2 separate regions of the Hordeum vulgare genome follow, and region 1 is linked to region 2. Evidence: chromatin contacts called from public Hi-C data. All regions are on one chromosome and are shown on one strand. The core of a region is the stretch at or near the end of the contact, and the rest is flanking DNA. Distances in the headings are between cores, read along the strand shown. Region 1 holds the start of LOC123412761 (alanine--tRNA ligase, chloroplastic/mitochondrial). Region 2 holds the start of LOC123407729 (alpha-mannosidase 2).

Region 1 (6,051 bases), core at 2,385-4,884, 330 kb before region 2:
CAACATATCCTCTCCCAATATTCGAGGGGATGACCCCATCTGATATGAGATAAACAACTGCCCTCATGTGATCACCAATTACCTAGCAAGATAGAAAATGCCAAAGGTTATGTCCATACAACTAATTTATCATGAAACAAGTAATAGATCCAGATTGATTCACTTTAAGATTTGTCCTCATAGCATCATCAGCTTTACTGTAGGAAACTAGCGCCATGCTTGCTGCCTTTTCCATTATTGGGAAAATCAAGTCTGTCTCGTAATTGTTTGGAACCTATATAATAGACAACTGTGCAAAGTTAGATTATAGCTCAAAAACAATATTATGGACCATTTGAAGGATTGACGAGCATTACATTTTGAAGAATGCGCGCCATACGCTCAAGCCCCATTCCTGTATCAATATTCTTTTGTTTCAATGGTTCTAGAGATCCATCATCATTTTTGTTGTATTGCATGAAGACAAGATTATAGAATTCGATAAATCGGCTATCATCATTCAAATCCTGCACACAACTATATGAACATCACTAATTTCAGTTACAGGAGAACTCCATACAGAATAGAAAATACTGAACATTTAACCATATATGCCATAGAATCTTTACATACCGCATTCAAGGATCCTCTCTCAGGATGGAAATCATAATACATTTCAGAACATGGTCCACAGGGTCCAGTTGCACCACTAGTCCAAAAATTATCATCCTCGCCCATCCTCTTTATCCTTTCCTTTGGTACACCAACCTGGATAGAATAAGCAGGAAGAAATTCGTTCCTATAAGCTTAACAAAATACCAAATGAAGAAAAATATATCTTTCAAGTGTCATGTACCATGATACCAAACACGATCCCTACACCTCTCAAAAGAAACGTGCAAGTCTGACATTTCAAATAACTAGTGAAAAATCACAAATTCATTAAACAGAATCTCTACTCTCTTTTTACTAAAACTGAGTTGTTATGGAAAACTTGCATATTTTTCTGGGGATTTTAAAGGTTTTTTGTATGTAGATATATCTCGTGAATTCTTAACCATGCACAGGTTCAAATTAATATGAGAATTAGCAGTGAGATGTGGTTAAACGTATTATATATTTATCAATGCAGTAACAAATAAAAAGAGAAGGTATGCAAAATTGCAGAAATATGCAGTTTTACATAACTGACCTCATTGAGCCAAATAGAGAATGCCTCGTCGTCATCTTCAAATACACTAATCCACAATCTTTCTGGGGGCAATCCATACCTAAACAAATTTCACAAACAAAATGAATGCTAGCACTAGAAGAACATGAAAAGGAATTGCAGGAATGATGTTGTGTGGTGCCTCATAGCATGTTCTAAAGATTCCACATAGTAAGAGAAAAGTCCACTTTCCTCCTCAAGTAACACAAATTTTGAACCCCCCCCCCCTCTTAAATTATTGTAATTCTAATACCAGATTATTTCACACGCCCTCCCCCCAGGCTGGTTTTGGAGTGATTTTTCCAACACATGAATGCTGACATCATTTTCTACGACATGGTGGGCCTAGCCGACTAATCAATACATATTGAGCACGAATCAGGTAGAAGATGGCATTGGCATCCACATGTGATGTCAAGGAGTGAACAATGAAGTGACTAATTATTATAAGTTCCAGGAGTTAACTAGACCAAAAAGAAGTTCAGGAGGTTAAGTGGACCCAAAAGGTTCAGGGGGCTAACTACCCATAAAAACCCAGTGGAGTAAAGTGGATTCCTTTGCCTGGTATGATGGTTAAAATGCAAGTAACATCATTGAGGTAATATAAGAGCATTTTAAGAACAGCTGAAGCTTGACATAATAATGTATTTGGATAGCACAAAGTGACAAAGATCACATCCAACATAATAATGGATTGAAATGTGTGAACAACATCTCTATGATAACAAGCGGAGACATGGCAATCTTTTCTAGATAAACAGCTTAGAGTTTACCATCATGGATATCATGATGCATGCGGAATAAAGGAATTGTTCATACTCCTTGGTTGTCAGCTCCCATGCCCATTTGATTGCATCCTTCTTGAAGTAATCGCCAAAGCTGAAGTTCCCAAGCATCTCAAAGAAGGTTTGATGTCGGGATGTGCGTCCCACATTCTCAATGTCATTTGTCCGTATACATTTCTGGGAGGTGGTGGCACATGGTACACGCCTAGGTTCCTAAAGTAACAATAAATGGACTTCATCATGTAGTAAAATCAAACAGGTGCAGACTGCAATATAATGTGTGTATAAGGAACAACAATGAAGTTCCTTCCCCGGTTATGTGGCAACTTGGAAACTTTATAATATCCGGTTATAGAAAATTTGAAGTAAACCCAATTAAAATACACCAACCACGTGAATAACCGTGGCCGTCTCTTTTCGAGGGAGTTCGGGAAGAGAACACGGTGGGGTTATGAATGACTCGTAAGTAGGTATTCAGGGTCACTTCTTGATCATTAGTAAATCACGTCCGTTTATGCGTAGATCACTCTTCTTATTCTTGTACTCGTAAGTTAGCCACATATAAGTGATTAGTGCTTGCTGCAACCTCACCTGTTACTACGAGTAAAACGACTTAGAAATCGAATTGAACTTAGACATCACTATTGTTATGGAAAACAAATAACGATAAGAATTGTGCTAATGGACTGAAACATAAGGGCGTCTTTGATTAGTAGGAATTTTGGAGAATTCTATTCCTTGGGAATTTTTCATGTAAGGTTTGTTTGATTTGAGGGACTGGAAACCACAAGAAATTTTCCTGTCCGCTATTTTGGATGCAAGTACAAAGCACAAATTTCCACTGAAATTTTGCTTTGTGTCTATGACAACTATGTGACACACCCAATACTCCAAGGAAATTCCTACATTTCTCACGTGGTGCAACCAAACAACTTGTATTACATATTCTTGTGATTTTAGTTCATGTAGGGTTCAATATGCCATGACATGAAATTTGTTAAGTGATTTCTATTCCTGTGTTTGTGGAGTACTATATATAAACGAAAAGTGAAGACTATCCTTGTTCGCCACATTCCCCAATTTCTCAGAAACCACTAAAACTTCAGGAATCGATGTTCTAACAATGCGGACGCACCTTGCCAAGAAATATAGGCTTGAACTGAAGCATCCCAGCTATGGTGAGGAACACGGTGGGGTCATCGGGCACGAGAGACGAGCTCGGGAGTATCTTGTGGCCACGGGCGGCGTAGAAATCAAGGAAACGCCGGCGTATCGCGTCCCCGCTCCACTCGGATGATCCCTCCGTTCCCGCCGCCGTCACCGGGTTCGCTCCGGTCATTATCGATTGGCTCGACTGACTGGCCACGGGCAGGGAACCCGAGCAGCATACCACAGGCGTCGCTGACGTCCTCCTCGCCGGCGCCCCTCGGCCATGTTGTCGCCGGAGCCCAAGGGAGCGCCGCGCGGGGCAGATGTGTGGGTAGACGGCTGGGAGGGAAGGAGGAGAGGCGAGGCGGCGCATTGGGAGGAGCATGAGGGCGGCGGGGTGGGAGGAGCGGGCGACGCCGGCGAGGTGAGGCGGAGGGGAGGCGAGCTGAGCTCGGGAGCGAGGGAGAGGCTGTGGCTGGGCTGGCCCAAACCTTATCTCTCCTTCGGTTTTCTGTTTCACCCAGCAGATTATAGCTTTGCGTCGAGAAAAGAAAACAGGCCGTACTACTAAAAAAATAAGCAGATTATGGTGTTCTAAAAAAATATACTACTCCCTCCGTTCCTAAATATAAGTCTTTTAAGAGATTTCACTAAATGTCTACATACGAAACAAAATAAATGAATCTATACTTTTAAATATGTCTATATACATCCGCATGTAGTCTACTAATGAAACCTCTAGAAAGACTTATATTTAGGAACGGAGGGAGTAAAAGATTAGGGCACTTTTTTTCAAAAAAAAAGGTGTTTCATTCATCAAGAATTACCATTACATACATGAACTACATAATTTTAATTTCTACATACATGCAAAAGTAGATGTATCGGCTTGGATTCTTTTTAATTTCTCGACAAGTGCAGTCATCGGGATTCAAGTCATGGTCGCATAATATATCAATGGTGACACTGCAGTTCGTGTCGAAGATAAAATGCTATGTACTCCACTCTAACACAAAGGCAATGCCCTCCGCACACGTCGTTGTTTCAGCTTCCAGGGCACTTGAACAATTATGAAGGAATCGGCAAGATGCGAGGATGACATTGCCCTCATTATTCCTCACAATCATGTATGCTCCTTCTGTTCCATCCTCATTGTCGGTGTTCAGTTTGTTCCATCCTCACGAAAGCTGGCTCCAATGAGTAGTGTCGGCGTTCTGGGAACGGGGGTACCCACGCCTGCATGTCTGCGACCCAGGGCTGGCCCACTTCATCAACACAAGGTCGGCAAGGAACATCACCACCTTGAACAAGGCCCTCGCGAGGGGCCAAGCCTCGCGAGGAAGAGCGACGTCAAGACCCGTTGAGGCCCTTGCGAGGACAGGACAGTTCCCCTTTAGTGCAAAGGAGATGGGAGCGAATCAGGACTCCAAAGGCACTTCCTAAAGGTTCCCCTTCCGGTGCAACAAGACCCTGGTCGCCCGCCGGCAGGACGGACGTCATCCCCGTGCTCACCTCTGCGGTGCTGGCAGCAGCTTTGCAGCCGAAGACCACTTTTGACAGGGGAAGCATGTTCCCTTGTCTCCCACCGAAACTGACCGTTGTGGGATCCCTTCCCGCCTATGATAAGGAAGAGGACCCTGGCCTCCACTATAAATAGAGATGGTAGGATACCTGAGATGGGGGATCAGATCATTGTAACCCTAGAGCAACACACCAAGCCACTTGACCTCCGGAGGCTCAAGAGCACTGTACGACCTCGTTCATCAACCTCCGTGAGAGGCAATCCACCAAAAGCAGGAGTAGGGTTTTACGCTTCGCAGCGGCCCGAAACTGGGTAAACTACTGTGTACTGAGTTCACCTCACCTTCGAGTGAGTTTTTTGCCGTTTCCATCGAGTAGCGGACTAGGCGAAGTGGAGCAGGGAGAGACCTTCATACACGCCCCAGTGTTCGAATCCTTAGGGTTTTGCGGAGCCCGAAATCCGACATTTGGCGCGCCAGGTAGGGGGTGTGTGAAGGCTTGCTTCCAGCTTCCTCCTTCCCAGACCGATGCACCGATGGCCAGCGACCAACCGGCTTCTCCAAGCCTCGTCGAGTTGGTCTCCGACCGCCACGTCACAGTGGCTGGAGGCTCGCATACCGGTGTCGCGGGACCAGGCGGCTCGGACCAGGCCGTCAACATCCTCTCCAGCATGACGACCACCCGTGCCACCCAGGCGCATGGGGGCTGGGCGGCGGCCCGGGCACCTGCAGTGCGCCGCATCAATTTGGGAGACCTCGGCGCGCACGAGCGTTGCGGATGGCAAGAGAGATGCTCTGCCAACGACCCACACCAGGGGGCTTCGACGCCTGGGCGGACCACGTCATGGAGCTAATCGCCATTGCTCAGAAGGCCATCCAGCCTGGTGCATCCTCAGAACCACAGCCGCCGGGCGCCGGGGGTTCGCACCGCGTGCCGGCCCCCGAGCCTGCAACTTCGAGGCCCTGCCCGCTCTGGGCGAGGCCGAGAGAGATGCGCTCCGCGCTGCCCTCCACCTTCTCCAAACTTAGCGACTAGCCCTGAAGCGTGCCACGCCGACAACCACCAGGGACGCAAGGAGAACGGCGGGACGACCGACGTGCACGCTGGCACACATCACCGAGACCAGGTCGGCCATCGACAGCCCGAGGCGGATAGACATGAACGCTCCCTCCGGTGCAGCCAGCAGAGGGCGGAGGCGATGGCACAGATGAATTACGACTACGGAGACACAATGGGACACCAAGGAGGGAATCAACATTGGGCGGCGCCAGGACCAGCCCACGGCGGCAACAGGAACAAGCGGCTCCGCGCGGAGGCTTGTCGTAGAAAGATCTCCGAGCAGTACGGCAGGGGGGGTCCCCCTCCACCACCAAGAGGGACCGCCACCGTCGCACTGATGACCGGCCG
Region 2 (5,981 bases), core at 3,401-5,900:
AGTGACGAATGGGTTCCGGGGGCCCACTAGGTGGGCCCACCACGCCCCAAGGGGTACACGTGGGTTTATTGGATGCGCAATAAGGTATAATGGGTTGAAAAAGTCATCCAAGGAAAGCCCATGAGGAAAAAGTGGAAAAATCCAAAAAATGTGGGAAAATAAGGAAGGAGTCCTAATCCAAGTGGGATTGGAGGAGGACTCCTCCCTTCCCCACTTCGGCCAACCCAAGGAGGTCTTCCTTGGTGCGCCAAGGCTGCCCCTCCCCTCCTCCTATATATACTAGAGGTTTAGGGATTTTGAGACACAACTTTGCCACGTGCTGCCCTCTCCTCTAGATCATAGTTCTTCCTCTAGATCGGTTTTCTGCGGAGCTCGAGCAGAGCCCCGCAGGAATAGATCATCACCATCACCGACGCGTCGTCACGCTGCCAAAGAGCTTATCTGCTTCCTCGTCTCTCTTGTTGGATCAAGAAGGCAGGAATCGTCACCGAGCTGTACATGCGCGGGTCGCGGAGGTGCCGTTCTTTCGGCACTTGATCGGGACGGATCACGAGACGGTTTGTGGGATGGATCGTGGGACAGTTCCTGCGACGTATCGTGAAGACGTACCACTACATCAACCTCGTTTATTAACGCTTCCGCTTAGCGATCTACAAGGGTATGTGGATCCGATCTCCCTCTCGTAGATGAACATCACCATGATATGTCTTCGTGTGCGTAGGAATTTTTTTGTTTCCCATGCAACGTTCCCCAACAATTATGTGGTCATTATTATCGAGTTCGGCTTTCGCTTGAGGACAAGCGTGGTCTATGCTTGTAGGAGTTGGTACGTCCATTTTGCATCATGATTTCTTATTCTTATTTATACGATTCCTGGCAATCATTCCACTTTATGATACAATTCTTATGCTTTTTCTCTCTGAATTTGCAAGGTACATCACAAAGAGGGAAATTGTCGAAAACTGGAATTCTGGACTTGAAAACGAACAAAAAGGCTAAAAATTCACTAGACACCAAATGACCTAAAAATTCACAACGAAATTTTGTGGAATATATATGAATTTATGGCAGAGGGGGCCACATGTTGGTGCCAAGCCAACAGGGTGCCGCCACCCCCTTGGGGCGCACCCTCATGGCTTAGGGGCCACCTCCTAGGTGCTCCGACCTCCCTCTTCTGCTATAAGTTGGGTTTTGACCTAGAAATAAGAAGAAGATACTTTCGGGATGAAGCGTCACTGTCTCGAGGCGGAAACCTAGGAAGATGCCCTTTTGCTCTTCGGCAGAGCGATTCTGCCGGGGAAACTTCCCTCCGGGAGGGGGAAATCGAATCCATCGTCATCACCAATGCTTCCTCCTTCGTGGGAGAACCAATCTTCATCAACATCTTCACCAACACCATCTCATCTCAAACCCTAATTCATCTCTTGTATTCAATCTTTGTCTCAAAACCTCAGATTGGTACATGTGGGTTAGTAGTGGTGTTGATTACATCTTGTACTTGATGCTTGTTAGTTTACTTGGCGGAAGATAATATGTTCAGATCCTTATTCATAATTATTACACCTCCGATATTGAACATGGTGATGATTTGTGAGTAGTTACTTTTGCTTCTGGGGACATGGGAGAAGTCTTGTTATAAATAATCATGTGAAGTTGGTATTCGTCCAATATTTTGAAGATATGTATGTTGCTGCTTCTCTTAGCGGTGTCGTGTGAACGTTGACTACACGACACTTCACCATATTATGGGCCTAAGGAAAGGCATTGTGAAGTAATAAGTAGATAATGGGTTGCTAGAGTGATAGAAGCTTAAACTCTAGTTTATGCGTTATTTCATAAGGGGCTAATTTGGATCCACGTGTTTCATGCTATGGTTAGATTTATCTTAATTCTTCTTTCGTAGTTGCGGATGCTTGCGAGAGGGGGTAATCATAAGTGGGTTACTTGTTCAAGTAATAACAACACCTTAGCACCGGTCCACCCACGTATCAAATTATCAAAGTGACAGAAGCTTAAACTCTAGTTTATGTTGCTTCATGCGGAGCTTATTTGGATCCACACGTTTAATGCTATGGTTAGATTTATCTTAATTCTTCTTTCATAGTTGTGGATGCTTGCGAGAGAGGGTAATCATAAGTTGGTTGTTTGTTCAAGTAAGAACAATAGCTTAGCACCGGTCCACCCACATACCAAATTATCAAAGTAGCAAACGCGAATAAAGCCAATATGATGAACATGACTAGATGAAAATTCTCATGTGTCCTCGGGAGCGCTTTACTTCATATAAGAGTACTTTCAGGCTTGTCCTTTGCTAAAAAAGGATTGAGCTATCTTGCTGCACACTTGCTACTATTGTTACTTGTCACTTGTTGTAAATTATCTTGTTACAAAACTATCTATCACTATTACTTACAACATTTGCAGAGAATACCTTGCTAAAAATTGTTTATCATTTCCTTCTGCTACTCGTTGGGTTTGACACTCTTACTTATCGAAAGGACTAAGATTGATCCCCTATACTTGTCGGTCATCACTCATGTTGTTTAAAATTTATAATTTGATTACAAAGAGAAATAATCTTAGCGGGAGGAAAATACTTGGCAATGAAAGCATCTTTACACGTATCCCATGTTCCAATACTATTACGAGGTAAAGATGGAAAACTAAGCTTTAACTCTTTCTCTTAGCGAAAAGGCAAATACTTTTAATTTGACAGCATCATTATTCATATCCTTTTTATTTTTCATATCACATAATTCGACAAAGGTGTTGAGATGAGAAGTGGGATCCTCATTAGGACTTCCCGAAAATTGTTGCTTCATAATAAGATTTAGCAATGTAGCATTAATATCATAAAAATCCACACTAGTGGCGGGTGGTATAAGAGTACTAATAAAATCATTATTATTAGTATTTGAGAAGTCACACAATTTGGTATTACCGTGAGACATAATGACGAAACTAGCAAAATAACAAGGAAACAAGTAAACTAGCAAGTATAGCAAGCAAACAAGTAAACAAGCAAGAGTAAAAAGTAGAACAAATGAATGATAATTTGTGAGTAGGTACTTGTTAGGAAATTAATGACAATCCCCGACAACGACACAAGAAATCCTTCCTGATACATAATACCTGCCTTGTGTTTTCCCGAGGAGGAGGGATGATGCAACACAATAAAGATAAGTATTTTTTACAGTGAAAACCAATGTTATCGAACCAATAGGAGAACCACACAATTTCCCGTCTTCAGCACCTACACACAGAAGATCACACACTTGCACCCAATGCGGGCAAGGGGGTTGTCAGTCCCCTTGAGCTCGTTATTTGCAAGCGATAAGTAGTGATAGATATATAGTTTGATAAATATAAATAAAAAATAAATAAAAAGTAAATAATAACAACAAGGTATTTGAAGTTTTTGTAAATATTTATGTGAATATACTCGGGGCCATAGTTTTCGGTGAAGGCTTCTTTCTCGTAGAAAGCATACGGTGGATAAACAAATTACTATTATGCAATTGATAAAAAACGCATAATTATGCAATATTTATTCATGGGAATGATCATTACATAGAGGCACCACGACCGTAAACAAGTAGACTGATTCCTGTCTGCATACATAACTATTACTCCACCCATTAGCCTTTATCGAGCATGCATCTAGAGTATTAAGTAAAAACAAAATAATGTTTGGAGGATAATGGCATGATATAGACAAAGTAAATCCATTTAATATGATTGAACCCCATCATTCTACCCTTAGTGGCAGGAATACAATACATGTCATGTCCCTTTCTATCACTTTGACTGAGCACCGCAAGATTGAACCCACTACAACGCATCTCTCCGGGTGAAGATAGATCAATCTAGTTGGCCAAATCAAATCAATAGATCGGAAAGAATTACCAAGCTATCAAAGTCAAGCATATAAGAATTCAAAAAAGACTCAAATATATTTTATAAATAATGTGAGCATAAACTCATAATTCATTGGATCCCAACAAACACACCGCACAAAGTGATTACATAAGATAGATCATCGCCGACGATGTGGTGTTGCAGACTACCTGGTAGGCTGCTGCAGCTCGTGAAGCAAAAGGGGCTAGTGGAAGTTGCGATGAAGCATCAACGGTACCGAAGTTACAGTGTGGCACGCATGGTTGCAACGAAGCGCCGTCGGGGCTGCAACGAAGCGCCGTTGAGGTTGTAACAAAACGCGTTAGAATTTCAATGAAACGCCGGATGGGCCGTAGAAGCTTCTCCGACGCTGCAATGGAGTGTCGTCGGTGCAGCGGGTGCTGCCATGAAACTGCTGCTGTTGATGCTGTCATGGATGCTGCCAGATCCTGCGGTTGGAAGCGTTTCATCGGACGGCTCAGGGGCGGTTTATTCGCTAAAATTATCCGACTGATTGGAAACATCGGCCATATAATTTACTTGTTTAATGAAGTCAATAAAGACAGAACGACTCCGCAACACATTTCCTTCCATCGCCTTTCCTCGCGTGACTTGCAAAATCCGCCACCAAACACCCGAGCCAACAAACCCGAAGACGGAGAGCCCACCTGTCAGTGACCGATACTCCACGAGGGGGGCCCACCGCCCTTATGCGCACTAACGGAGCACCCAGCCAGAAATATCACCGGGCCGGAGGAAACCAATCGAAACGACGACCCCCGCCGCGACCCTGGGCGCGAGGTCACTTCACTCGCCATTTCCTCCCGTCGCCGCACCACCAGCACCTTCCCGCCGGCGGCGATGCACCTCTTCTCCGGCGGCGGCGGCCGCACCGGCGCGCTCCTCCCGACCACATCCAAGCCGAAGGCGCACCACCACCGCGCCAAGGTCCCCCCCGCCTCCACCCGCCGCCGCGGCCCCCACCCCGCCGCGGCCTCCTCCTCCCGCCGCGTCCTCCAGCTCTCCGCCGCCTTCTTCTTCTTCCTCTTCCTCTTCGCCTTCCTCCGCCTAGGCTTCCCCTCCTCCCGGTCCGCCGCGCCGTCCCCCGCCCGCCCCCGCGCGCGCCTCACCCGCAGGCCGGCCTTCCGCCGCGACTCCGTGGCGGCGGAGGCCGCCGCGGCCGCGGTCGCCGCCAGGGCCGGCCGCGAGGCGCCCGTCGACATCACCACCAAGGACCTCTACGACCGGATCCAGTTCGACGACGTGGACGGCGGCGCGTGGAAGCAGGGGTGGGAGGTCACCTACAAGGGCGACGAGTGGGACGCCGAGAAGCTCAAGGTCTTCGTCGCGCCCCACTCCCACAACGACCCCGGCTGGATCCACACCGTCGAGGAGTACTACGACCGCCAGTCGCGCCACATCCTCGACACCATCATCGAATCCCTCTCCAAGGTTCGTCCAGATCTCCGCGCCCATGCCCGATGCCGTGTCAGGGCCTTGGGCTTGATTTCTGACGGCGAATTTTGCTTTTGTCCCGTCGTGCAGGATCCCCGCAGGAAATTCATATGGGAGGAGATGTCGTACCTGGAGAGGTGGTGGCGTGACGCCCCGCGGAAGAAGCAGGAGGAGTTTGCCAAGCTCGTGCACGACGGACAGCTCGAGATTGTCAGTGGCGGCTGGGTCATGAACGATGAGGTGACATGAGCAAATTCTTGTGGTTTATACAGGGTTTTACGAGTATATCACATAAGTTTCTGTTTCCTTGTATTGTTTATTTCTGTCATGGATGTTGCTATTTGCGGCTAGGCTATGTATGGAATGTATTTTTATTCATTTCACTGAACTTGCTCGTTTGATGCTTACCAATCATTTTGGGCATATTATGTTTGATCGCTGTTGTCTATACTCGAATGCTTGCATCTACATGATGTATCCATGTCATATACTGGTCGGTCTAAGAGTACATGTTCTTGGTGCACATGGAGAGGAGATTCATCATTTAACACCATGGCTAAAGGATCACAAACAGCATTCCCATCGCATGTTTCATATGTTTGCCTTCAATATTTTAGTTCTGCTATGAG

The links. Hi-C and Micro-C count contacts between places; a contact is called where the count stands out from the background.
Region 1: a contact with region 2 is called in a Hi-C map of leaf, with 4 times the contacts expected there. The contact joins the promoter of LOC123412761 here to the promoter of LOC123407729 in region 2. A contact is called at or near these places in 3 of 6 Hi-C or Micro-C datasets (leaf and seedling) and 1 of 1 datasets of contacts at active chromatin or transcription factors (embryo).

What each region holds. Positions count from the first base shown.
Region 1 is chr7H:104,521,930-104,527,980 of MorexV3_pseudomolecules_assembly, reverse strand. LOC123412761 (alanine--tRNA ligase, chloroplastic/mitochondrial) reads right to left here and starts at 3,634. Exons shown (of 11, transcript XM_045105696.1): 1 at 3,110-3,634; 2 at 2,009-2,187; 3 at 1,172-1,250; 4 at 613-747; 5 at 357-506; 6 at 164-274; 7 at 1-82. The coding sequence starts at 3,508.
Region 2 is chr7H:104,195,861-104,201,841 of MorexV3_pseudomolecules_assembly, reverse strand. LOC123407729 (alpha-mannosidase 2) reads left to right here and starts at 4,650. Exons shown (of 4, transcript XM_045100928.1): 1 at 4,650-5,349; 2 at 5,443-5,592. The coding sequence starts at 4,759.